Linked DNA regions of Mus musculus: regions 1, 2, 4, 5, 6 and 7 are each linked to region 3. The links are chromatin contacts, called in public promoter capture Hi-C maps. All regions are on one chromosome and are shown on one strand. Each heading gives the region's core, a stretch centred on a gene start, on an enhancer-like site or on the middle of the called end of the contact. The rest is flanking DNA. Distances are from core to core; before and after follow the strand shown. Region 1 overlaps Tmem131 (transmembrane protein 131). Region 2 overlaps Tmem131 (transmembrane protein 131). Region 3 holds the start of Cnga3 (cyclic nucleotide gated channel alpha 3). Region 4 overlaps Tmem131 (transmembrane protein 131). Region 5 holds the start of Cracdl (capping protein inhibiting regulator of actin like). Region 6 holds the start of 4930556I23Rik (a long non-coding RNA gene). Region 7 holds the start of Mgat4a (mannoside acetylglucosaminyltransferase 4, isoenzyme A).

Region 1 (2,967 bases), core at 386-2,885, 330 kb before region 3:
AGGACAAAAGCAAAAGTATTCAGGATGATAAACTGCAAACCCTCTGTGGTAGTTTGACTAGGAAGAGCCCCTCATGAGTTTGAATGCTTGGCTGTGGGAAGTGGCACTATTAAGAGGTGTGGAACATTTGGAGTAGGTGTGGTCTTATTGGAGGAAGTGTGTCACTGTTAGGGTGGGCTTTGAGGTCTCAGAAGCCCAAGCTACAGACAGTGTGGACACAGTCTCCTTCTGCTGCTTGAGGTTCAAGATGTAGAAGTCTCAGCTCCTTCTCCAGCACCATGTCTGCCTGCATATGCCCATGTCCCAGCATGGTGATAGTGAAGGACCGAACCTCTGAACCTGTAAGCCAGCCAGTTAAATGTTCCCCTTTATAAGAGTTGCCCTGGTCATGGTGTCTCTTCACAGCAACAGAAGCCCTAAGACAACATCTTATGAAAAATTAGCTGATATTCAATAAGAAATAAGATTAGAACAAATAAATTCTTATTGAAGTATAAGGCAGACACAACAAAACAATCATTTAGCTATAATAAAGTCTCACAGCAGGCAAACACTGTGCCCCAAGTACTGAAAGGAGATGCTATTTTGGCTCTGAGGTAATCTGAGAAATAAAATCTTAAACTTGTCTTTACGTGTATCTTAACATTGGGCCTAAACACAGGGCAGCACAACAGAAAGTGTAAAAATTAGGTGGAAGAGACCAAATTCGCCTTCAGTACACTGAAGGTCAAATCAAAATCTATTTTAAAAGTGTCAGAATCTAGAGCTTAACCACAAACAAGTCATGTCAGGAGGAACAGACACAAGACAAGCCGCAAAACCATGTAACAGAGCAAGCAAATGCCCTGCCCTGAGTAACTGTACCAGGAGGGGTTTCATAATGGGAAAGTTTCTCTCACAAAGCAGTGAGAAGAAAGGGGGTGGGGACTGAAATGTAAACAAAGAACAAGAACAGGAAATTCACTCCAGGAAAGCAGAGGCTGGAGAAAATAGCTCAGAGGTCAAGAGCACTTGTTCCTGCTGAGGATGGTTCACAACCATCCCTAAGTCCAGTGTGGGGAGGATCTGATGCCTGCTTTTGACCTGCACAGCATGAAGCATGCAAGTGGTGCACCTACACACGCGTGAGGGAAAAAGTAAATGGGCCACAACTGTCTGAAAAGAGATTACTTCCTTAAAGAGGACATCTCTACAGAGAAATCAATTTTACCAGCTGATTGAAGGGACATTTGGCCCATCACATTCCACGACAGAGCTTAGCAGAATTCTGGGTCCTAGAAACTATCTATATCATGTAAACCATCTATCACAAATGACTACCACTAGTGGTTCAAAGAAAGTTCTCAGAATCAGAGAAACATGGTAATGCCCAAATGAACCCAGATTATCCTTCTGTCCTGCCACTCCAGAAGAGGCCATCAGACTCCTTCCCACCCTGCAATTCACACCACATGCATGCAGTGCTCACCACTGGGCTGCCAATTCCAGACCAATTTGAACACAACTTTTTAGACGGTTCCCCACCTCTCAATAGGATTCACAGGAGGAAAGCAGACTATTTCAATCCACCACACTGGCCTCTGCAGGAGCACTTATGTAATGTGTCAGTTCTCATCATAAATGCAGCTCACAATAGCTCAACTTCCTCAGCAAGGTCACAGGGATCCCTGTGGGCTGAGCGTAAAGGTCTAGGGCCTGAGTTCAGCCCTGCACATGCTAGGCCATCACCATCACTAAACTACTTCCCCAGACCTTAAGAGATGTTTGAATTGTTACAAAGCAGATGCCATTACCATCAAGAAAACAAAGACACGAATGACCATTCTAAAGTGCACAGGACAGTTTCCCTGACTCCCCAAACAATGAACTACTTGGCTCAAGATGTAAATTTTCCTGAACTTTATGATGTTACTAATTATAGTTTTCATTTTTATTTGTGTGCACACAGGCACATAATGTTTTTCTCTATTATTCTGCATGTTATCTCTTCAGACAAGGGTCTCTTCTCACTGAATCTGGGGCTTGCAAATTTGCCAAGACTAGCTGGCTAGTGAGCTCCAAGGGTTTGTTTCCCCTACCCCAGGGCTCAGGTTACATGTGCACCATGCCTGGGTGCCTTAGAATCCCAGTTCGGGTCCTCAGGCAGAGCAGGCATCTTGCTGGCTAAGCCACCTTCCGGCCCCCTTAATTTTTATCTGTAGTAGCATCTTCTTGCACTATAATTCAAAGTGTTCAGCTGTCATACCAATTATGAATATTTCCTGTGGCCCCTGACTTGATGAATGGCTACTGTGATATAAAATTAATTGCTATGTTATAGAACTGTCTATAGTGCGAGAAAACAAAACTATGCTTAGTGAGAACAGGCACCATAGAAATGAATGCAGGCATTAGGCTGCATCACATCAGAGCGCTGCTCTCCAGTCTACGCGAAAAGCACAGTGGCTAAGAGGGAAGCTTTACAGGAAGGCTCGGTTCTGTCACTCACCAGTTGCTTACTTGGTTAATTTACTGATTTCTGTACATTAAGCTGCTTGCCTAAGTCTATTACATTCACTTAAGAATTTGGAGGCCGGTGCTATAGCTCAGCAACAAAGTGCTTGTCCAGCACACACAAGACTCTTAGACTGATTTCCAGAGCAAAAACAATAACAAATAAAGCATGCCTAGGCAATACCCAATAGTATTACTTTTCTATGCTTTCCAAACTTCTGCAAACTTTTACATGTCTCTTTATAGAGATGAATATTCTCAGCCTTCATAAAAGTTGATCCTAGCTCCTTCTCCCTTCCCTTTCCCTAACAGAACAGAGAGCCCACTCCCAAGACTGTTCAGAGGAGATGACCACCTACAACCCACAGACCAAGCCACTCTGCTACTGGTTTTATGCTTGCTTCCTAGGTACCAGGGATAGACGGCTGCTTTTGTACCACAGTAACAGTAGATGAGTGGTTAAGTGGAGACTGC
Region 2 (3,311 bases), core at 268-2,767, 390 kb before region 3:
GAAGAAAACAAACCTGTTATTTTAGTCTAGTAGTTTAGGTAGAAAGAAAAGCATACACAAACGTAAGGCGTAATACTAGTAGCTGTAAGTGAAATAAGACAAGAGCAAAGCCCGACTTTCACAAGAACACTGTATGAAATGCAGTGATGGCAAAGTATGAGATGACTAAGTATGACACCTCAGGACGAACTCACACATGGGAAACCTAAAGGTCTCCTTCTCTACATGAAAGCCTACTTTCTAAGATAAGAGGACAAGAAGATATCTCAAGACTCATCCATCTTGAAGAAAGCCACACACAAAGGTGCCCTGAAACTGTGTCCTAGTAGGAAGAGTGAGCACACCTCAGGGCACTGTGACCCCATGTGGCCTCTGCAGTGTTTCTCCCCAGCTTGGCAGGGTAAGCACGGTCCACTGTCAAAGGGTAAGGCTGCACTCTAGTGAGCACTAGGGACTGAGGCTCACTACAGAGGCACTGAACTTGGAAGTGAGGCTCGGATGCTTACAACTTAGGAAATCAGGTCTATCTACACAAACTTAAAGTTAAGACAAACAAACAAATAAACAAACACCCCACTAAATGGTGTATTTTTAGTATATATTTAAATTGAACACTTTATAAGGTTTATTTTTTTAAATTATCCTCAATGATACAAATCATTTTAACTGAAAGAATTCAAAGATATCAATTCTATCCGCACTGTTCTAATAAAGAGAGCCTCGGGCTGGTGAGATGGCTCAGTGGGTAAGAGCACCCGACTGTTCTTCCGAAGGTCAGGAGTTCAAATCCCAGCAACCACATGGTGGCTCACAACCATCCATAACGAGATCTGACTCCCTCTTCTGGAGTGTCTGAGGACAGCTACAGGGTACTTACATATAATAAATAAATAAATAAATAAATAAATAAATAAATAAATAAATAAGCAAATCTAAAAAAAAAAAAAAGAAAGAAAGCCTCAGAGTATAACGCAATGTTTCAACAGTCGGGTACCGAGAGGACTGAAGCCAGGCTCCTGACTCGGTACAGGGCCACTTGTCTGACATCCTGGTATACAAATTGCACAGTAACCTTAATTCTAAGTATCAAATCATTGGGGCTGTGTGAACTTGACATCAAAGCCCACTTATCCCCCCCCCTCCCCCCAGGACAATCCTCCACCTGTGAAGCTCATGCCTGCTTCACGGCCGGCAGGGCACTAGATTCCTCCCCAGTCGAGGCTGATCCTTATAAAGGAGAACTCTTCCCAGTCTGAGCATCAAATGTGAGTCCCTTGAAGCCACAACAGAAGTGAGAAGAATATGAAAAAGGACACTGGCCTGCAGCCTGGTGCTTGCTATGGCAGGGACTTAAGAAGATTAGAGTAACTCCAGGGCCTGCCAGGGCAGCTCACTCTCCCACGCACTGCCATTAGCCCTGGGGGCTAGCAAGACCTCACAGGCTGGGGCACCCTAAGGACTGCTCCCTCCCTCCCGCAGAAGCACTGCTGGAATCCTTGCACCTCTGCTCTCCCAGCATGAGCTTCTCATCTGCTTCACTGTGCGCTGAAGACTGGGCTGGGAACCAGAAGATCTGCTCACAGCAATTCCTTACTTATCAATAAGCTTACTGTTAGTAGCAACCGTCTAAAACACAGACCTCTCCATCCCCTCAAGCATATGTAAGCATTTTGAGAGTAAACAAAGAACAGCTAGAACTGTGAGCTAAGCTGCAAATGGAAGGAAGTTTCTTTTGCTTTTATTGCACGATTTTACCACCCGAGCAAGGGAAGCCACGGAGCACACGTGGCAGGCAGGCAGGCAGCAGGAGTGCAGCTGGAGCCCCAGCTGCTCGTGGCCACACTCAGGCTCACTTCCCCACCTGTGAGAATTTCTCTAGGGTATGATCTGTCTGCGGAGCTAGAGAGCTGGCCTTGTGAGCTGAGGCCTCAGAGGGCTTTCCTTCACTGTCTACCTTGTGAGACAGCAACAATGGAAGCACGGCCATGTCCAGACATGCTCCCTTGCTGCAGCGGTTCCTGAGGGGCCACACCGTAGCATGCTCTCTGTGGTAGCAGCCTTGCAAAACCGTACCAGAAAGAACAAGTCATGTTTTTTTGCTGAGATACAGTTGTTATAAGCAGGAAGATCTTAAAATACATGTTGAAAAAAAATGATTCTTTCACTTCAAATGCAATACTTTAAGCATTGCCAAATGAGAGAGAGAATTTACATTCAGAGTTATCACTGCAAAACATACTGCACTAATAGTGAACAAATGTAAAGTTGGTGAGCCACTTTACACAAGGAGTCTGAACTGTGCACTCTTAAAAATAAACCTGAATCATCAGGTAAAACTCATTTGTCTAAGGAAATAACAAATAAATAAATAACAAACAAAAATCACAATAAAATACTTAAAGTTCATTCAGGTAACTTAAGATGAAAAAATTATTCAAAATCATTGCCTTGTAATGAACTTATTTATACTAGCCACTTTAGTACTAGTTACTAACTACTGCTAATTCAAAGATGACTTAAGAAATGGGAAAGCAGGGCTGGAGAGATGGCTCAGTGGTTAAGAGCACTGACTGATGATCTTCCAGAGGTTCTGAGTTCAATTCCCAGCAACCACCTGGAGGATCAAAACATCTGTAATGGGATCTGATGCTTGCATCTATTCTTAATACATGTTTAGTCTTTTCTCATGATATTCAGGTCAAACTAGCACTCAGTAATTATGTCAGGTGTGGTGTGCATGCCTATAATCCCAGTACCTAGGAAGCTGAGGTAGATCTCTGTGAGTTCAGAGCCACGTGTGAGACCTTGGTTTTTTGTCTTTTTTTAAAAAAAAGATTCCAAGACATATTGAGCAGTCAGAGCATGCCAACAAGCGAGGGGAAACCGGCTAGTACATAGCAACTGGATATTTTGTGTATACATTCACTAGAGCAAATGTCAAGCTGATACAAATGGCTCCCACTCATCAACTACCAAGGAAGCTCATGCAAGCCTCCCTTTGAAGATATCTGAGGCACATGGGTGTCATGATATCAGGAAGGCTGTTTTCTCAGTTACATGACAGACAGGAGGGCCTGAATGTGGGCCTTCTGTGCATGGTCAGGGGATCACATCTGGAGCTCCCTGAATTGCTATCACACACTGGGAAGGACCACAGTGTTTAAAGAGAGAATAGATCTTGGAAGAGAAATGAATAAAATACACATTAACATTCAGCACAGCCTAACTGGAGGAAAATGACTTCTCTAAAGACACACCAGGCTCTAATCTTGTTATACTATGTGAAAGAAATGCTGAAATAAACAGAAAGC
Region 3 (3,116 bases), core at 446-2,945:
TGTACCTCTGTGCATAAATCTAGTTTCTGGAACTGCACAGCCTTATTGAAAAAAAATAACCAAAAAACTCTTATCTCCAAGGAGAGCTTAAGTCCCTCTGAATTCAATACAGAATAGGGACTGCTAGCTGGTTGGTGGGTTTTAAATTTTGGTTCTGTGAGTCTAGAGCAGTGGTTCCCTACCTTCTTAATGCTGCAACACTTTAATACAGTTCCTCATGTTGTGGTGACCACCAACTATAACATCATTTTCATTGCTACTAACTATAACTTTGCTACCATTACGAATAGTAATGTAAATACCTGATGTGAAGGAGATCTGATGTAACCCCTGTGAAAGGGTCATTGAGAGCCACTGGTCTAGAATATAGTGAGGTAGAAGAAACTAAAAACTGCAAGAATATGCATCCCAAGAGAAACTTGCTTCTAAAAGCACCATTAAGAGTGTAGATTGTATAATTGTACATTGTAGATGACTGTAGCACACACACACACACCTTAAACTTCAAGCCTCCCGATCTTTACTGTCCTCACTTAGTGTGGGCTACTGGAAGTTGTCTGTGGTGGCCACTTGAGATCAGAAGAAAAGTCCAAAGTTGACAGCTGGACTATTACTTTATTGCTTCCTGCTTCCTGCCTCCTCTTCCTCCTCCCCGTCTTCCTCCTCCTTCCCCTCCTCTGAATACAAGCAAGTGTGGCTTCTGCCTTTCTCCAGACTTCCTTTGAATTCCAGGCATCTCAGTTGACTCTCTCAGTCAAAGGAAGCAACAGAGTTACTCCGCCTGCTGGACCCAGAAGACCATGCCGGAGACAGGGAGCTGAAGAGCAGGAGAAAGAAGTCCGGGCTGTTGCCCAGAACAGAGAGAGAGAGAGAGAGAGGAAGGAGTCGCTCTCCCAGATCCAGGCGCACCAAGAAGCCCAAACTTTGACAGGGTAAGGACTCAAGGGGGGTGGGGGTGGGGGTTGAGCTGGAAGTTGCTGGGCCACTACACTAAACAGAGATTCTGGGCTGGATCCGGGCTCCAGGTCCAAGCTGGTCCTGGTGAGTGGCGGGGCGCTGTCCGCAGCCCACGGTGCTGAAACAGGTCCCTTCCTGCCTGTCTCTGCAGACATAGGGGACACCCTCCAGTGTGCTTGGAACAAGAACAAGCGTACTCGGTGCTCCCCATAAGCATCCCCTTTCTGCAACTCACTGAGCTAAGCCCGCTAAGCCGTCGAGTAACCAAACAGAAAGAGCTGGGCTGACTTTACCGCCACAGGACCGGGTCCAGCCATACGTTCTCCAGCCATCCTGTACTCAGAGGCAGCATCTTCACTGCCATTAAATCAGGAAGGAGCTCAAAGTCCATCTCGTCCCTCTGGCTCACCGGATTAGTGTCTCCCAGCGCCAAAACCGCGCTGGGACACTCGGGTCAAAGATTTGGAAGGCGTCACCCTGAGGCAGCATGCAGGGGATGTGAGCTGCTCTTCCAAACCCTACTCAGCCTAGAAAGACAAAGAGTCAGGTGGACTGAGGAAGGAGTGAGGAGTTTATTTAAGAAGAAAGAATCTTTTTTTTTTTTTTTAATGAAAAATTTATACCGGACTTAGCCACAGGGCCAGAAGGCTTAGTGGCTAGGGTTGGTGGCCCCTGATCCCTTAAAATCCGCTTATCTGATAAAGTGTCTGGCTCAGTCTTCAGAATTTCCTCAATAACTATGCACTCCCTCTTGTCTTCCACCCCCTTCTCCACACCCAATCCACCCTTGACCACCTCAGGCTGCCAATCTACTGGCTACTCTGGGCTGGGACTGTGGAGCTAGGAAGTGGGAAAAGCTGATCCAGGTTTTGTTTTGTTTTGTTTTGTTTTGTTTTGTTTTGTTTTGTTTTGTTTTTCTCATCATCTCCCTCTCTGATGCTGTTGGGACTTTGATCTTCAGAAGCAAGCGTCTTCCTAGGCACGGCTTGCCTCCTTCAAGAAGGAGACTTAAGCAGAGCGGTGTGGAGTCTGCAGCCTTCGATAAGCAGGCATTGGTGAAACAGCCTCACAGGTGAGACCCGTTTGCTCAGGGCTCTCCCTGTAGCTCTACCCTGAGTAACCTCTCTCCAGAAGCTGGACTGTTCCTTATGAGCGATCATCACTAATTCTTATTCTGATCTGAGACTGGGGTCTGCTTCACCATTCCCAATCCCTCAAAGCTTTAGAAAGTGCCTGCCACCTGGGTTCAAACACCATCCCATAGCAGGGAGCCCAGCTCTGTGCCAACATTCTCTGTGGGTCATCATCTTCTACCCCATACAGCATCACTCATTAAAACAAGCAGCGATGTAGTTGTCCGGCCATGGCACTCACCCAGTGCAGTGTGCTTTGGTGCCCACACCTCCCGAAGTGAGAATCCATGGGAAAGGGAGCCTGGCAAAATTTGGACCCAGAGCGGGAGGTGCATGTCATGACCAAACCAAACTTCTATGCTAAAATTCTGGCTGTAGGAAATTTAGTCATATCATGCAGAGCATAGTAGAGATTTCAGCTGAGGTCTGAGGGATCCTCTGGTGTCAGTGGAGATGAATGTGAAATTTGTTCTGATTCTTTTTCCTCCTCAACTTCTTTTTCACTCCCGAGGGGGTCCTCTGTGGTCCTTGATGCCAGAAATGGTTGCTCTCTAACGGCTGTCTGTATGGCACAAGATCTCAGTCACTTTCCTTGGGGTTTTGGCCAGGACTTTGTGTGCCTCTTGCCTCTGATGCACCTGATTTTATGCCTTTTCTGTTCTCATTCACTGTCAGCTGCAGGATGTGCTTCTGGTTAAGAATGGGGTTGCTATGGTGACCAGCCTCAGGTTGCCATGGTACCCAGAGGTAAACAGTTGGAAGCTGCGCAGGCTCTTCTCTAGTTCTGGAAGCTCTCTCTGGCTGCCAGCTTCCTACAGGAGTTGAAAGATAACAATAACCAGGCCCCAGAGCCTTGCTCTGACACCCCCTCCCATCCCCAGTATACTGCCACGTGAACACTCACTACCCCTCCACCCCCACCCCCTACTGAAGATTGAGATGGGTCTTTTTCTCTATGCCACCCCCCCCATTACACACCCTGGGGCTTCACTCTGGCCTCTCTTATTTCATACTGATGATTCCTTA
Region 4 (3,167 bases), core at 557-3,056, 400 kb before region 3:
GAAGTGGGGGCGGGGGGCGGGAAGGAGCACCCATGGTCTGTGCGAAGTTACAAACAGACTTCATTTCCCAGTTACAAAGCCTTCGAGTTTGAACTACACATTCTATGTTTGTATACAGATAATTTTAACATGTACATGTGTATTTGTTTTTAAATTTGAAATACAATTCACATATAGGAAAGGACACAGACCCAAGACAAATAGATCAAAACATTACTATAAAGCCAATACTCATGACTGACAATCAGCACCCTAAGTCCTACTGATACTGCAGCCTGGGTAGGGAGCCCTGCTGGAAGTGGAGAACTCCCCCCGCCGCCCCCCCCCCCACCCCAAGTCAATGTGTGCTGTTGAGTTATACATGACCTGACTAATAATCTTTAATCCCATTTTGAAAACTAAGTACCTATTTATTGCTTTGTAGAGACTTGATTTAAGATATAACCCAATCTGAAATTTAAAATAAGACGTTATGACCAGTTTTAAAATGGTTCAGAGTTGTTTTGTTTTTATGTTAAAAAACACTGTTTCAACACAAAGACACACTCTTGTGTTTTTTTAAAGAAGACTAAATATTCTGGGGAAGGGTGAGTTGTGTGCCATTCTCTACTTCTCTTGGCATGGCTGGGTTCTGCTGTGTTAGTGGGAACTGACAAACATACCACACCACGTGGACTGATGACGTGCACTACGTAAGTCCCGCTTATGAAGTAAAAGGTCTCCCTTTACAGATAGCACTGTTCTTTATCAACAGTCTACCAGGATAACAGAATACTCTGACTGTTCTGAAACGCCCGCTGAGAAAGCTCCTTCTGATAAGCTATTCTTGGCAATCGCCTCCACTCCCTTTCTCTCTCACTATGTATGTAGCTTTGGCAGGCACCACACTCACTGAAATCCATCTGCCTCTGCCTCCTGAGTGCTGGGATTAAGTCTGTTTGTCATCATGCTGGCCCCACTTATGAGCACAATGAAAGACTGTATGTATTCCAAAATACTAACTCATTTAACCTCTGATGGTCTGAAAAGCACGTTGGGATAGTATGGTGCCCCGACACAGCACTAACGGGCTCCATACTTGTGCCGTGGTAAGCTCTTAAGGGTCAGACAGACTGAGCAGGGGACCCGTGGGTAACCTCAGAAACCCCTCTGTAGTAATACAGACAGACACATCTGCTTTTCTTAGGATGCTGTTTGTACTACCGATCACAGCTGTTAGGTGTGAACCGAGACACGGTGCTAAACCTCCCTTGTAGCCACTGTTTGCTCCCCAGTCTGCATTTATAATGAAAAGAAAATGTCTTTGAACAGTAGCAAACAAAATTTATTCAATTTCAACATGAATTCATGACTCTCTAGAACTGGATAGAACTGGATAGAACTGGATAGGACAGAAAAGGAAGCATGTTTAAAGGACTCTCAGCAATTAGAGTTTCACACTGAGAATTTCTTCTGTGGAAACCTCCTGAGGTCCAGAGGTTTTCCTCATCCATCTGTCCTTTAGAGTCTAGGTCAGGGTCCTATGTCTTGCAAATGCGACTGCATGAGATCATCAGCTCATTGACTTCTGTATTTTCCCTATCAAGGCAGAAGAAACCAAGTTCTAGTAACTGGGCATTCTCAATGACTTCCAGTGCTTGCTACAATGGCATTTATGGATGGGAGGAGCAAGGCGAGATCCTAAGAGAATGATACAGGGAATCGGGAGTGTCTAAACTGCTGTCTGAGTTCTAGGCTCTGACTGCAGCTGTGGCAGAGATGAAGAACTACAAAGCAGCTGGCTGGACGAGGCTGGGGAGACTTCCTACATAGCACTATGTGGTCCAAACAGGAAGGACAAACACTCTCATCTGAATAAGGCAGAAAGGCAATGAAGCACAAGACCCCAGGCAGCCTGCAGGGCTTTGGCCCCTGTGAAACCTTCCTAGCTGACATGCACCCTCCACATCAAGGCCTGATACAATATGAGTGGCTAGCAGACACTTACCTGAATAATAGAGGCCACTTTCACCCCCAGAACAAATCAACTTATTATACACTTTAAAGTCAACATTATCTATCGAGATAAACACACACACAGAGCTGTGCCAGGTATTGGTCTCACATTCACAGGTTTTACAATTTTATCAGGAAGCATCTTTTTTTTGGAGGGGGGGTGGTTGGTTTTTCGAGACAGGGTTTCTCTGTGTAGCCCTGGCTGTCCTGGAACTCACTTTGTAAACCAGGCTGGCCTCGAACTCAGAAATCCACCTGCCTCTGCCTCTGCCTCCCAAGTGCTGGGATTAAAGGCGTGTGCCACCACGCCCAGCTCAGTTGAATCTTTTAACGCTTAAAAATAAAATGTTGCATTAGCATATTTCATGTACAGCCTCAGACTTTCTGGGTGGCATTATGCTGAGCTATCGTGGGCTGACTGCTGACTCTAAGGTTAATACCCACAAAGAGGAACCGTCTAACATACCCTGTGTATCTGCAGCCCTGACTCTTCCTGCTCTCCTCTGCCTCTAAGTCAATTCCTGGACTGCAATAGCTGCCTTCAGCCAGGCTAAGGGCAGCCCGCAGGTGTCCTTCCCATTGGCCCTGGTCCTAGCAGAGTAAATGATTGTTGTACTTACGCTGTTCCTGTAGACTTGGAATTCAAGTGTTCTCAAATCTAGCTTGGCCACCTTACTCAAGTTAAACCTAAAATAAAAAACACGTTTATCTTCATAAACATCACAACTAGGAACTATGGAGGATAGCCAAACTTGAGGTTTTATTTGCAAATTTATCTTTTGTCAGGTCTTGGGACCAGTAGCATTATACCATATTAATACTAAAGGCTAACTTATAATTAATACCTTGTTCACTTTTAAAAAGGAATTAGTGGAATTATTTTGTCTGTTGTCCCTTTACAAATCTGTTAAATGTGAGCGCCCCATTTACACCTGTTGAAAGCTTTTCTTCATGTTCAATTCAATACCAACCCACTCCCAGGAAACTGCTGGCAACTTCAGCCATAAAGCCAGACTCTGCGTTTACCCTTTGACCAGCTAAGGAGTGCTTACCTTGAGACTAACTTATCTGCAAAGACGGAGGGGTTGGAATACAAAGCCAGTGGGATGAACTGGACGTAGACAGGGACGTCTGCAGGGTTTTCTAAGCTAATCTCTTCTTCCTTAAAGCAA
Region 5 (3,194 bases), core at 652-3,151, 500 kb after region 3:
AGTGGGCACACACGCAGTATGCTATCACTTCTCTGCTTCTCCATAAGGGCAAGCTGAGACTCGAGGCACGATTAGATAAGGCCCAAAGAACCACGCTGAGCATTGATGCTCCTGGCTCAACTATCCTAGCAGCCAACCCACTACACGCCAAACCCATTTGCCAGCTCCTGCAGCATGGCCCTGAAGCAGCTATGGATGGATACTACCCTTATTGGATACTACACTGATTCTATAAATGGAAAAGGGCTGCTGGAGAGACAGAAACAAATCTAGAACCTTAGAGAGAAAGACAAATGCCTCTCTGGTTAAAAAAAAGAAGAAGAAAAATCAGTCATGTTACTAGAAATGTTAAATGCAACATTTTGAAGCATTTAAAACAAATATGAAAACCCATGATTTACAAAATACCTCAATTTTAAGTAAAGGACAGAACCAGTCTTTCTGATCTCTCGGCCTTGTCTCATGCTCCGATTTGGACCGGCACAACCCTAGAATTCAGAGTGGAACGCAGCGCAGCTCAACGCGGGGGTGGGGTGGGGGGCAGACATCTTCAGCCACCCGCACTGAACTTCGTCTCCATCATTTTATAATCTCAAAGAGCTAGCTCTCAGGTGATCCCTGATCCTCATTCATCTCAGGTGCACGTCTGGCATGACCCAGCTCCCAATGAGTATCAGGGCTGAGATTCTATTTCGTGGTTGCTATGTATTTAGGTAAATGGAAGGAAGTCCCAGCCTCCACCAAAGGAGGGGCTTACTTTAAAATAGTTCTGGAAGGTGCGAGGGCTCCCAAGAGAGCGACAAACAACACAGGTGCCTGTCTTCCCACTTGGATTTTCTGGTTCATTTCTGACACAATGCCAACTGGCCACCTGCAGGCCACAAGTCCAGTCACACCTCGGCCTTCCTTTCCCCTTGCATTTCAAAAACAAAAACAAACAAACAAAACAAACAAAAACAAAACAAAACAAACGCTTGCTCATTTGAGTAACTACCCCGCCTCTCAGCAGTTGTACACCTACCTACCTCATACTGAAAACGAAGTCCTGCCGGTTAGTAAATGACTGCTCAGCAAATATTTGTTGATTCAAATTCTGATTATGTCTAAGATTAAACTCAGACTCCCCTCTGGTGGCTTGTAACCTAAGCCCCAAGCCTGTTAAATAAACCATGACCCGAAGCATAAGGAAGACAGCCTGTGTGTCCACCGTCTCCCTCTCCGTGGCCCTGGGAGACAGACGCGATTATGCTCTGGTACTAAGAACTGAAACGCGGGCAGCAAGCCCTGTCCCCCCCCCCCCCCCCCCCGTTTTCTTAGTGTTAAAACTGGTTAAACTGCTCAGCTCTGCCTCACATTTCAAAGTTAAGTCCAGCAAAGCGCTCAGAGGAAAACTTTGGGCACTTGCGCGTCTGGCTTCTCTCGGCCCCACCGACCATAGTGTCGTGGACGTGGCCCCCACAGGGGTGGCGTGGGTACCCTTCACGTCCAAAGGGCCCTGGGCTACCTGAGCTCTTCTCGCCACTACCTCCCCAGCTCCACGACAGGACGCGACTTCGGGAACGCGTCAGACTCTCACCCCCAACCCAGCTCCCTCCAACCTCCCTGGGTCTGCGCCCCACGCATGCTGCGTGGCCACGCCATTTCAGACTGTCCCAGGTACCTGGCACTGGAGCGTGGCCGTGTTTGGCGAGCGTGCCGGGAAGGGCTCAGTCCGCGGGGACAAGCGGGGGCTGCTCTGCCGGGGTGCACCCTGACCCCCGGCCGCAGCGTCGAGGGCCGGCGGCGCCGCGCAGCAGGTGGCGGTAGGGCGCGGGTAGCGCGGGGTCTGCGGCCGGGGGATGGACGCGGACGCGGGCGCGACCCTCGGGCGGCCGCGCTGGCCCTGCGCTGGGCGCGCGCTCCCGGCTCCCGACTCGGCTGCGCGCGGCCCGGCGGGGGCGGACGCGGCTGTTCCGCTCTGCTCAGCTCTGCTCCGCGCCGCCCAGGCCCGCGCGCCTCCCCCGCGCCGCTCCCGCCGGGCACGCGGGACCCTGGCCACCCCACGTGGCGGCGCTGCAGAGCTGGGAGCTTGGCTGGCTCCTGCCTGCGCGAGGTCCGAGGGCTGGGGGACCACCGCCAGGACGAGGACGCTCACGATCGCGGCTCCTGCGCGCCACCTCCCTGTCACCCGAGCCTCGGAGAGTGGGCGCCCGGGTGGCAGGGAGGAACGTGCGCATACGGATAAAAAGTAAAAGTTGTTTCATAACCTTGTGGGTCCGAGCGTCTGAGGGCTAATGAGGGAAGCTGCCGCCCCGTCTCTAGGTGAATCATTGCTGTGGCACTGGCAAGTGTGGGATAAAAAGCTGAAGGAGACGTCTCAGCTTCGGTCCCCACCCCTACATCTAACAGAGGAGCTGGCCCATTTGGGGAAGGAGCGGGCTGCCCCCCCCCCCCCCCCCCCCCCCCCGGCTCCTCAGCTAAGCTACCTACAGAGAGAGCCCTCTTTTGGCCTGCTGACACTGCCATGGTCAAGGGGTGAAGTACAAGGAATGTCAGCTGAGCCCCAGCAGGACGCCCAGGCTGCAGTAGCAGGAGCCCCAGGTAGAAAAGAGAATTCTCCCATCAGACAGTGGCACTGGGGTGGAGTGGTTCCTGAGTTCTGACTTCCGCAGCGATGTTAAGAGTGCCACTGTCAGATCTAGAGGAATCCATACTCCACCGTTGAGCCTTGGGGCTGATATCTTGGGACCAGGGACGCAGAGAAACCCAAGAAGCACACACTTGCACCTCTATCTTGAAAAGCGGACTTTAAAATTAGACCAAAATCCCAAACAAAATAGGAAAGAACCTGGCGAGAGATCTCATTTGGTTGGGTACATGAAAGGAAGTTAGTTGCCTTTTTAACTTTTGGGTGTAATCGATCCCTTTGGTTCAAGCTAGTCACTTAAAAGTCTCCTTTGATGGTTAAATGAAATTAATTCCCTCAAAGAACATAAACAAATCATGAATCAGTCTCCTAATTGACAACCACTCACAGTGAGCAGGTGACTCACAGAGGAGCAAATGAATTGCTTAGGTGTGTGTTTGCCTTGTTTGAAATCCTCAAACTAAACTGAACAACTACAAGCAAGCCTGTGCCTTCACCCACCCACCCTAAGCCTGCTGTTGCTTGCTGTTCAGATCAACACGTATTCTGCACGGCTGTAACCGCTAAA
Region 6 (2,852 bases), core at 90-2,589, 400 kb after region 3:
GGACTACATTAAAAAAACACTGCTCAACATGGCAAAATGATTCAATAACACAAACTCCAATCATAGGAAGAAATATATATATGTGTGTGTGTATGTGTAAATATATATATCTGTGTGCGCGTGCATGAGTGTGTGCCAAAGTATTTGGAAATAAAAGCCAGTCTCATACCCAAGTTCTGATGGGACAGTGAGATTCCTCTCTGTAGCCCTTCCTTGAGGTTCAGTTTTGACCCCTGCCTCTGGGTCACAGCAGGCTTTGCAGGGGTCATCAGGAAAGATTTGCTCCGGACGAAGTCACCCTGCTTCACAGACTCCTACGGAGACACAAAATGACAGGTGCTGCCCAAGGATAACAGACTCAGAGTGGGTAAATACTCCAAGTGTCTTAGCTACAAAATGTCTCTTCCAAGATGCACCCTGCTGCTGGCACTTTCTGGAAAGGGGCTCTGTGCACCGGCATCACCCACCAAAATGCCAGAGCTGACTTGTGCCAGCCTCCTGCAGCCCACGTGTGCATGGTGGCTCCTTGCTTGCCTGGACAGCCCAGTCTCAGCCCCAGATGGTATAGAGCGAGGACTCTATGTGAAAGCCGTAGGGAATGGTTTTATGATACACACTATATGGCAGCAGCTGAAATGGGCTAACATTTCGCACTGTAATTTCCCCTCCTCAATGCTACATACAGGTCTTCAGCTGTGTAGACACAACTGAGGATTGCATTAGCAGGAAGGGAAGCAGGTCCTATTGCAGCGCAGGCTCCCTTTCCTAGACAGCAGAACCCCATTTATTGTACTGGTTAGCAGAGGGTGCATCAGCACAGTTGTTGGGGTTGGTGAGAGCTGTTTTCAGTTGAATACAACATGCAACTCCAGGTTTTGGCTGTGCAGCCCCAGGTGAGGGAAAAGGGAAGCCAGCAGGCAGCAGCCAGAGCAGGCTTCATTTATCATCACACAAGGGGCTGAGGTGGAGCTGGTGACCATATTAGCGTGTGTCTGAAGGGAGCCGTTGTTTTAACTGTCTTCAATTTTTTTCCAGAGGCTGAGCTGCGTTGCCTAGGAGGCCAGAGCAGCCTCGGGCGCCACTGCATTTCTACCAGCCCACACAGGCAAAGAGGCAGCTAGCTCCATCACGGGGTCCACAAGCTGACGTACTGCCTTTGCGCATGTCAGCCATCACGGTAGGCACGGCATCTCTGTGATGTTCATGCAGGACCTCTGTGAGCACAGCGGTACCTGCTCCCACCACACCCTCACAAGATCGCTGCCCTCCTCACCCCACCCCCACCCCGAACGCCACAGAAAAAGAGTGGTAACCTGGGCTCTCTCGGCCACCTTGGCTTGCTTCCCAGTTTCTGTCTTTAGGATCCTCGACCCAGGTTTCTCTTCCTGGTTGACGGGCAGGTCTGGGGCTCCTCTTCTCTTCTGCCGGGCCATGGTGATCCAGGGTGGGGTGGGTTGCCCATCAGCCCCAGGACCTGTAGCCGCAGGAGGCTGACCCTTTTCTGTGATAAAGGCCAAGAAGGAGCAATGTTAGGCAGATAGTCCCACTCTCCCCTTCAGTCCCACCCACAGCTTCTCTCCCATACAAGGTGTGTTATATTGCTTTGCTTGGTTCAGGGGGCTGAGGAGTGGTAGGATTGAGGAGTAGAGTCTCAGAGAGACCCCCACTTCCCATTCCCCCCTGAGCCAAAGCCTCTCTTCAGCAAACTTCATTTTTTTTTTTCTTCTATAGATGTCTCAAATAGATTACCTCCTCTGGTCTGAGCCGCCAAAACCACAAGATGCAGCTGCCACCCCAACCTGTGCACTTTGGAGCTAATTTCTACCAGGGCCTTCTCTCTGGGAGGAGCTGGAATGTATGCACAGATAGGATGCCTTTGATAAGAGTCTACATTTGGGACCAGCCACCCGCCCCCACTCCGGATTTACTTGACGCGCTAAAAACATTCCCTTTGTGGGACGTGATGCCATTTCTACAACCATCTGTCTTCACCTGACACAGGAAGTTGGGGCCTGCATGGTTAACACCGGCTGTTTTTCTTCTCCTGCTCTACATTCTTTTAAAGGGCCCTCTTTGCCCTCTCCTGCCATTTCTTCACTTAGTGACCAGGAGCTCCCGCAGAACTCTTCCTGTGTCTCACCCTCACTCCCATCCCTATCCCAGAGGCAGCTACTCTCTTCGAAACAGACGGAACATTTTCTCAGGGTTTGAACTTTATTTTCTTGGCTAACAACATATTCCTCGAACAGTTCTGATAAGATTAAATTCACAACCCGAGGAACTTGCCATTCCAGTTTGAAATCAGAGCAGAGAAGTAGCTTGTTGAAGGCCAGGCCAGCCTCTCTCACCTCCTCAAAGCTCAGTGCTGGGTACTGAGCACTCTGTCACCTCTTAGCCCAAAGGCACAAGACATAGTTCTGGTAAATTCTTTATAACCTGCACTTGGATAATTTCATCTGAGCCAAAAGATACATTTTTAAAATGAGCATAAAGAGGGCTGGGGGGCCCAGGGAGGAGGGCTGGGGGGCCCAGGGAGGAGGGCTGGGGGGCCCAGGGAGGAGTGCCGGCTGCTCTGCCTGAGCACCTGAGGTTGAGTCCCAGCATCCACATGTGGCTCACAACCATCTGTAACTCTGGTTCCTCGGGTCACGCTGCCTTCTTTGGCATCGGTAGGTAGACACACGGTGCACAAACACTTGTACACGTAGAGTTAAAAACATTCAAACGAGCAGAAAAGTTATATGAGACTGCCTCTAAGGTGGTTTGGCAAGAAGGGACCCCCAGGGGAGGGTGGGGCTCTGGGGACTGCTCAAGTGGCAATGTTTCCAACTGCACTGATGTATGCCCATGTA
Region 7 (3,238 bases), core at 277-2,776, 320 kb after region 3:
CCCCAGGCAGCTTGAGGCTGGCTCGTTAGACACAGGTGACCTACATTTGTGTCCGAGGCCACATATGTGAATACTTATCTACCGCCCTTACCTTAAGACTGTCCTGGCTATATTAATTGATAACAACCAAGTCTTTGAACAAAAAAATGACTACGTAACTAGCCATTCCTCCATCCTCCAAAAGAGGCTTCAACTCTAAACCGCAGAATGAGGAATATGTTTTGTTAATAGATTTAACAATCTTGCATCTGGGTTTGTTTTTTTTTTTTAATTAAGTTTTTAAAGTGTTCTCTGAAATATCCCATATGTTCCACGGCTAAGAACACTTTGGTTAACATTTGGTAGAGTCCTTCATCAGCATCCCACAGACAAAACAGAGGTGCCTGAAAGAACAAGAGGCACGATTCATGACACCCCGGATCAATGAACACCATGACGTAAGCCTGCACAACTTTATAAACCGCAATTATGAAAAACTCATGCCCTTTCCACTTAGAGAACATAAATATTTCTTTTATACAGCTTACATAATTTCATTGTCTAGTATGTGTTATGATTTACACTCAGGGGTTAATGGAACCTATGTCACCATAACCTGTTAGTAAAACTATTCTTTAAGCATTTGGAAGAGAAAGGAGCCTGAACCACAGAGCGCGTGTTACATGATTCTAAATTTAGATTTTTACATTCAAGTGAATAACCATGTCATTCTTTTATCTTTTACTAAATAATTTGTCGGCAGCAAAAAGCACAACAGCAAAATAGATGGCAGGCTCGAAGAAGATAACATACCATCTACAGCTATTTCCGAATTCTAAATGTAAGCCGTGAACCCGCTCCTGAGATCACAACGCTTAGAGAAATAAAAGCGGGCGCGGGAAGCGTACCACTGCCACCACTTAACGCCAAGCCTTCCAGACATCACCTGTCACACCTGGAGGGGTCCGAGACCCCACCTGAGGTCGGGGAGGGGATCCCACTCGCCGCTTCCATGGGATGGAGGAAACCCAGGCCTGGGAGGAATCCGGGCTCGCTCCCCCCGTACCTCCCGGAACATCTTAGTTCCCCGCAGGCAAGCGGCCCCCGCCCTACCTGCCCCGCGGCGGCGCCACCTCCAGCCCCCCAGCCCCCCAGCCCTCCAACCCTCCAGCCTTCCAACCCTCCAGTCGCGGGATCCTGCCCGCAACTCTTGGTCTCGGTGCACGCGCACACAGCACTGCACTTTCCCGGTGCTCCGGGACCGCCCGAGGCTCCAGGCCAACCACCGGGAAGGAGCGCAGCACCGAGGGGCTGCGGCTGCGGCGAGGCGCGGAGGGCGGCCGGCCCGCGCCCCGCTCCCGGTTCCGAGGCCCGGTGCGCGCGCGATCGGACGGCGGCCTCGGGACGCCCCGCCTCAGCCACCAGCAGGTGGGTGTTCCGCGGACCCCGCCGTACTCCTCCTGGCCGCCCCCTGCCCGGCGCCCCGCGCTCCTCACCTGCCGCGGGCCAGGGCGCTTCTGCCGCGGCCGCCGGCGTCGCTGCTGGAGCCGCCTCCGCCGCCGCGGGCCGCGCGCCCCGCCCTCGCCAGGGACAGCCCCTGCCCAGCCCCCGCCCCAGTTCCCGCCAGCCATTGGCCGCCACTTCCCTAAGCGCCCCGCCGCCGCTGCCAGTGGCCGGCCAGCCTGTCACTCAACGGCGCAATAGAGCAGCCTATATATTTCTCCCCAGCCCCTTTTTGCATCGGTGTTGCGGCCGGGGCTGGAGCGCAGCCGCCACATCTGGCTTGTACCCTCCGGCCTGAGCGCATGCAACCTCGGGAGGCAACAAAGGCCCCAGTGAGCCCACGGAATACAACCTGGTCACCATGGCCTTTCCTCCTAGCTCTGGGTCCCATCTTCTGGCGGTCCAGGCGCGGTGACAGGTCCTGGCTCTAATCCAACCATAGCTTCCAAGGCCCGCTGTTCCAAGCATTACACTGCCAGCATCAGTGAGGAGCATCGTTATCCTCCAGCTTCCAGGAGGAGGCAGAGACGCAGGGAGGACCATTTGGAGCAACTAGAAGCAACAAATATGACTAGGGTTTAAAGGCACACCACTCAGTGCTAATGTCCCCGATTTTTCTACTATGCAGTGTTAGTCTTCCCTTCTCTCTTGAGCACGTGTCAGATGACCATTTCTTAAAGTTTAAAACTGGTTTCAGATCGAAATGGATGGACATCTATAGAAAACGTGAGTGGCCTGCCCCTGTGCACGTTATCTGTTAGCTATCAAGCCTGGCATATATTAAGATCTTTAATTGCTTCTTACCATAATCCCGGCAAATCTTTAATTGCTTATCATATATGTTAATCCCCATTTCTCACAGATGAGCTTAAAAGGTTAAAGAGTTTACCTGTGGTTACAGAGCTAATAAGATAAGAGATGTGTCTGTCCTCCCTGTTACCATAATCCTCCCAACAACACTGCAAAGACATACAAGAAATCAAAAAACTAGGAAACAGCCTTGTTCCTGGCAAACACCAAGGCAATAAATATCTGGATCAGAAGACGACAGTAATTCAAAAATAGAAAACTCTAGTATACAACATCGGAATGAGGGGTTTTTGTTTTTGGGGGGGACGTTTTTTTTTTGTCTCAAAATTAAGTGTTTAATAATTAGCTATTATATTTATAGGTTTCTCAGCTCTCCTGTGGTGAGATTTCTCTCCGTTGTTCCTAAGCTGTTTTCAAAATCCCAAAAGAGGCTCACAGTCTTCTTCCCCCAGCTCTGCACCAGCCGGGGTATGGGAGAAGCATGATAAACCCAGTGGCAGCTTTGCTTTCTACTTTGGGGGGAAATAGAGCTAAATTCCCTGTATAACTGTGCCTAAAACATTGACAGTTAGCAACCCAGCACTAGACTTCAAGATGGACACAAGCACTATAGATGGAACCCCTACCAGACACAGCGTCTGAAACACGGTTGGGGTGAATTGCTAATTCTCCTGTCAGCATAGACACACCAGGCCTTGCTACCTTTCTACTGTTCTGAGTGTCAGATCAGTTCACAGCTTCAAGCAGAGGAAGAAAATACTCGACAGGAGAGAAACAGCCCTTGAGCTATGTTAGGGTCAGCTAAAAGACTGAGCAACACAGACAGTCATTTTTCCGATATCCCAATGTTATACAGAGAGAAACTAGAGAATTTCATGGATACAAATAGTTATTTAGGCAACTAACCGCGATTAAACCCAATTCTCCTTAATTCAGAGACTTCTGC

Evidence for each region. Promoter capture Hi-C pulls out the DNA fragments that hold promoters and counts their contacts. Capture Hi-C pulls out chosen DNA fragments and counts their contacts.
Region 1: a contact with region 3 is called in a promoter capture Hi-C map of the HPC-7 cell line, with 4 times the contacts expected there. The contact joins the enhancer-like site here to the promoter of Cnga3 in region 3. A contact is called at or near these places in 16 of 39 promoter capture datasets (the HPC-7 cell line, HPC-7-derived erythroid cells, Sertoli cells and 10 more), 1 of 484 Hi-C or Micro-C datasets (nephron progenitors), 2 of 115 datasets of contacts at active chromatin or transcription factors (both in embryonic stem cells) and 4 of 9 other capture datasets (adipose tissue, embryonic stem cells, liver and 1 more).
Region 2: a contact with region 3 is called in a promoter capture Hi-C map of stem cell-derived epiblast-like cells, with 6 times the contacts expected there. The contact joins the enhancer-like site here to the promoter of Cnga3 in region 3. A contact is called at or near these places in 11 of 39 promoter capture datasets (the HPC-7 cell line, cranial neural crest, embryonic stem cells and 7 more), 1 of 484 Hi-C or Micro-C datasets (bone marrow-derived macrophages), 3 of 115 datasets of contacts at active chromatin or transcription factors (embryonic stem cells and stem cell-derived neural progenitor cells) and 4 of 9 other capture datasets (adipose tissue, liver, macrophages and 1 more).
Region 4: a promoter capture Hi-C map of the HPC-7 cell line shows a contact between it and region 3, with 7 times the contacts expected there. The contact joins the enhancer-like site here to the promoter of Cnga3 in region 3. A contact is called at or near these places in 15 of 39 promoter capture datasets (the C10 cell line, the HPC-7 cell line, HPC-7-derived erythroid cells and 10 more), 1 of 484 Hi-C or Micro-C datasets (bone marrow-derived macrophages), 3 of 115 datasets of contacts at active chromatin or transcription factors (embryonic stem cells and large pre-B cells) and 3 of 9 other capture datasets (adipose tissue, liver and pancreatic islet).
Region 5: a contact with region 3 is called in a promoter capture Hi-C map of stem cell-derived epiblast-like cells, with 4 times the contacts expected there. The contact joins the promoter of Cracdl here to the promoter of Cnga3 in region 3. A contact is called at or near these places in 12 of 39 promoter capture datasets (the 3T3-L1 cell line, 3T3-L1-derived adipocytes, the HPC-7 cell line and 6 more) and 2 of 9 other capture datasets (embryonic stem cells and liver).
Region 6: a contact with region 3 is called in a promoter capture Hi-C map of embryonic stem cells, with 2.6 times the contacts expected there. The contact joins the promoter of 4930556I23Rik here to the promoter of Cnga3 in region 3. A contact is called at or near these places in 6 of 39 promoter capture datasets (the 3T3-L1 cell line, the HPC-7 cell line, the SN4741 cell line and 1 more) and 2 of 9 other capture datasets (adipose tissue and liver).
Region 7: a contact with region 3 is called in a promoter capture Hi-C map of adipose tissue. The contact joins the promoter of Mgat4a here to the promoter of Cnga3 in region 3. A contact is called at or near these places in 2 of 39 promoter capture datasets (the 3T3-L1 cell line and stem cell-derived epiblast-like cells) and 1 of 9 other capture datasets (adipose tissue).

What each region holds. Positions count from the first base shown.
Region 1 is chr1:36,883,081-36,886,047 of GRCm38.p6, forward strand. All of the region lies in intron 2 of Tmem131 (transmembrane protein 131), which reads right to left. Among named protein-coding and RNA genes, the nearest start is that of Tmem131, 55 kb to the right of the region's middle. Within about 2 kb of position 1,636, at least 45 of the 459 cell types and tissues checked have an H3K27ac peak or open chromatin away from gene starts, as enhancers often do. A contact at or near this core is called in the HPC-7 cell line, adipose tissue and hematopoietic stem and progenitor cells, where this site is marked.
Region 2 is chr1:36,829,679-36,832,989 of GRCm38.p6, forward strand. The region is part of intron 11 of Tmem131 (transmembrane protein 131); the gene reads right to left. Among named protein-coding and RNA genes, the nearest start is that of Zap70, 70 kb to the left of the region's middle. Within about 2 kb of position 1,518, at least 82 of the 459 cell types and tissues checked have an H3K27ac peak or open chromatin away from gene starts, as enhancers often do. A contact at or near this core is called in embryonic stem cells and stem cell-derived epiblast-like cells, where this site is marked.
Region 3 is chr1:37,217,510-37,220,625 of GRCm38.p6, forward strand. Cnga3 (cyclic nucleotide gated channel alpha 3) reads left to right here and starts at 1,696. Exons shown (of 6, transcript NM_009918.2): 1 at 1,696-2,029.
Region 4 is chr1:36,812,840-36,816,006 of GRCm38.p6, forward strand. Tmem131 (transmembrane protein 131) reads right to left here. Exons shown (of 41, transcript NM_018872.2): 24 at 3,048-3,157; 25 at 2,616-2,682. Among named protein-coding and RNA genes, the nearest start is that of Zap70, 53 kb to the left of the region's middle. Within about 2 kb of position 1,807, at least 37 of the 459 cell types and tissues checked have an H3K27ac peak or open chromatin away from gene starts, as enhancers often do. A contact at or near this core is called in the HPC-7 cell line, bone marrow-derived macrophages and embryonic stem cells, where this site is marked.
Region 5 is chr1:37,717,910-37,721,103 of GRCm38.p6, forward strand. It overlaps Cracdl (capping protein inhibiting regulator of actin like), which reads right to left and starts at 1,902. Exons shown (of 10, transcript NM_028096.1): 1 at 1,661-1,902.
Region 6 is chr1:37,613,168-37,616,019 of GRCm38.p6, forward strand. It overlaps 4930556I23Rik (a long non-coding RNA gene), which reads left to right and starts at 1,340. Exons shown (of 2, transcript XR_373329.1): 1 at 1,340-1,400; 2 at 1,732-2,206. Cracdl (capping protein inhibiting regulator of actin like) reads right to left here. Exons shown (of 10, transcript NM_028096.1): 8 at 1,314-1,501; 9 at 170-314.
Region 7 is chr1:37,539,490-37,542,727 of GRCm38.p6, forward strand. It overlaps Mgat4a (mannoside acetylglucosaminyltransferase 4, isoenzyme A), which reads right to left and starts at 1,527. Exons shown (of 16, transcript NM_173870.3): 1 at 1,476-1,527.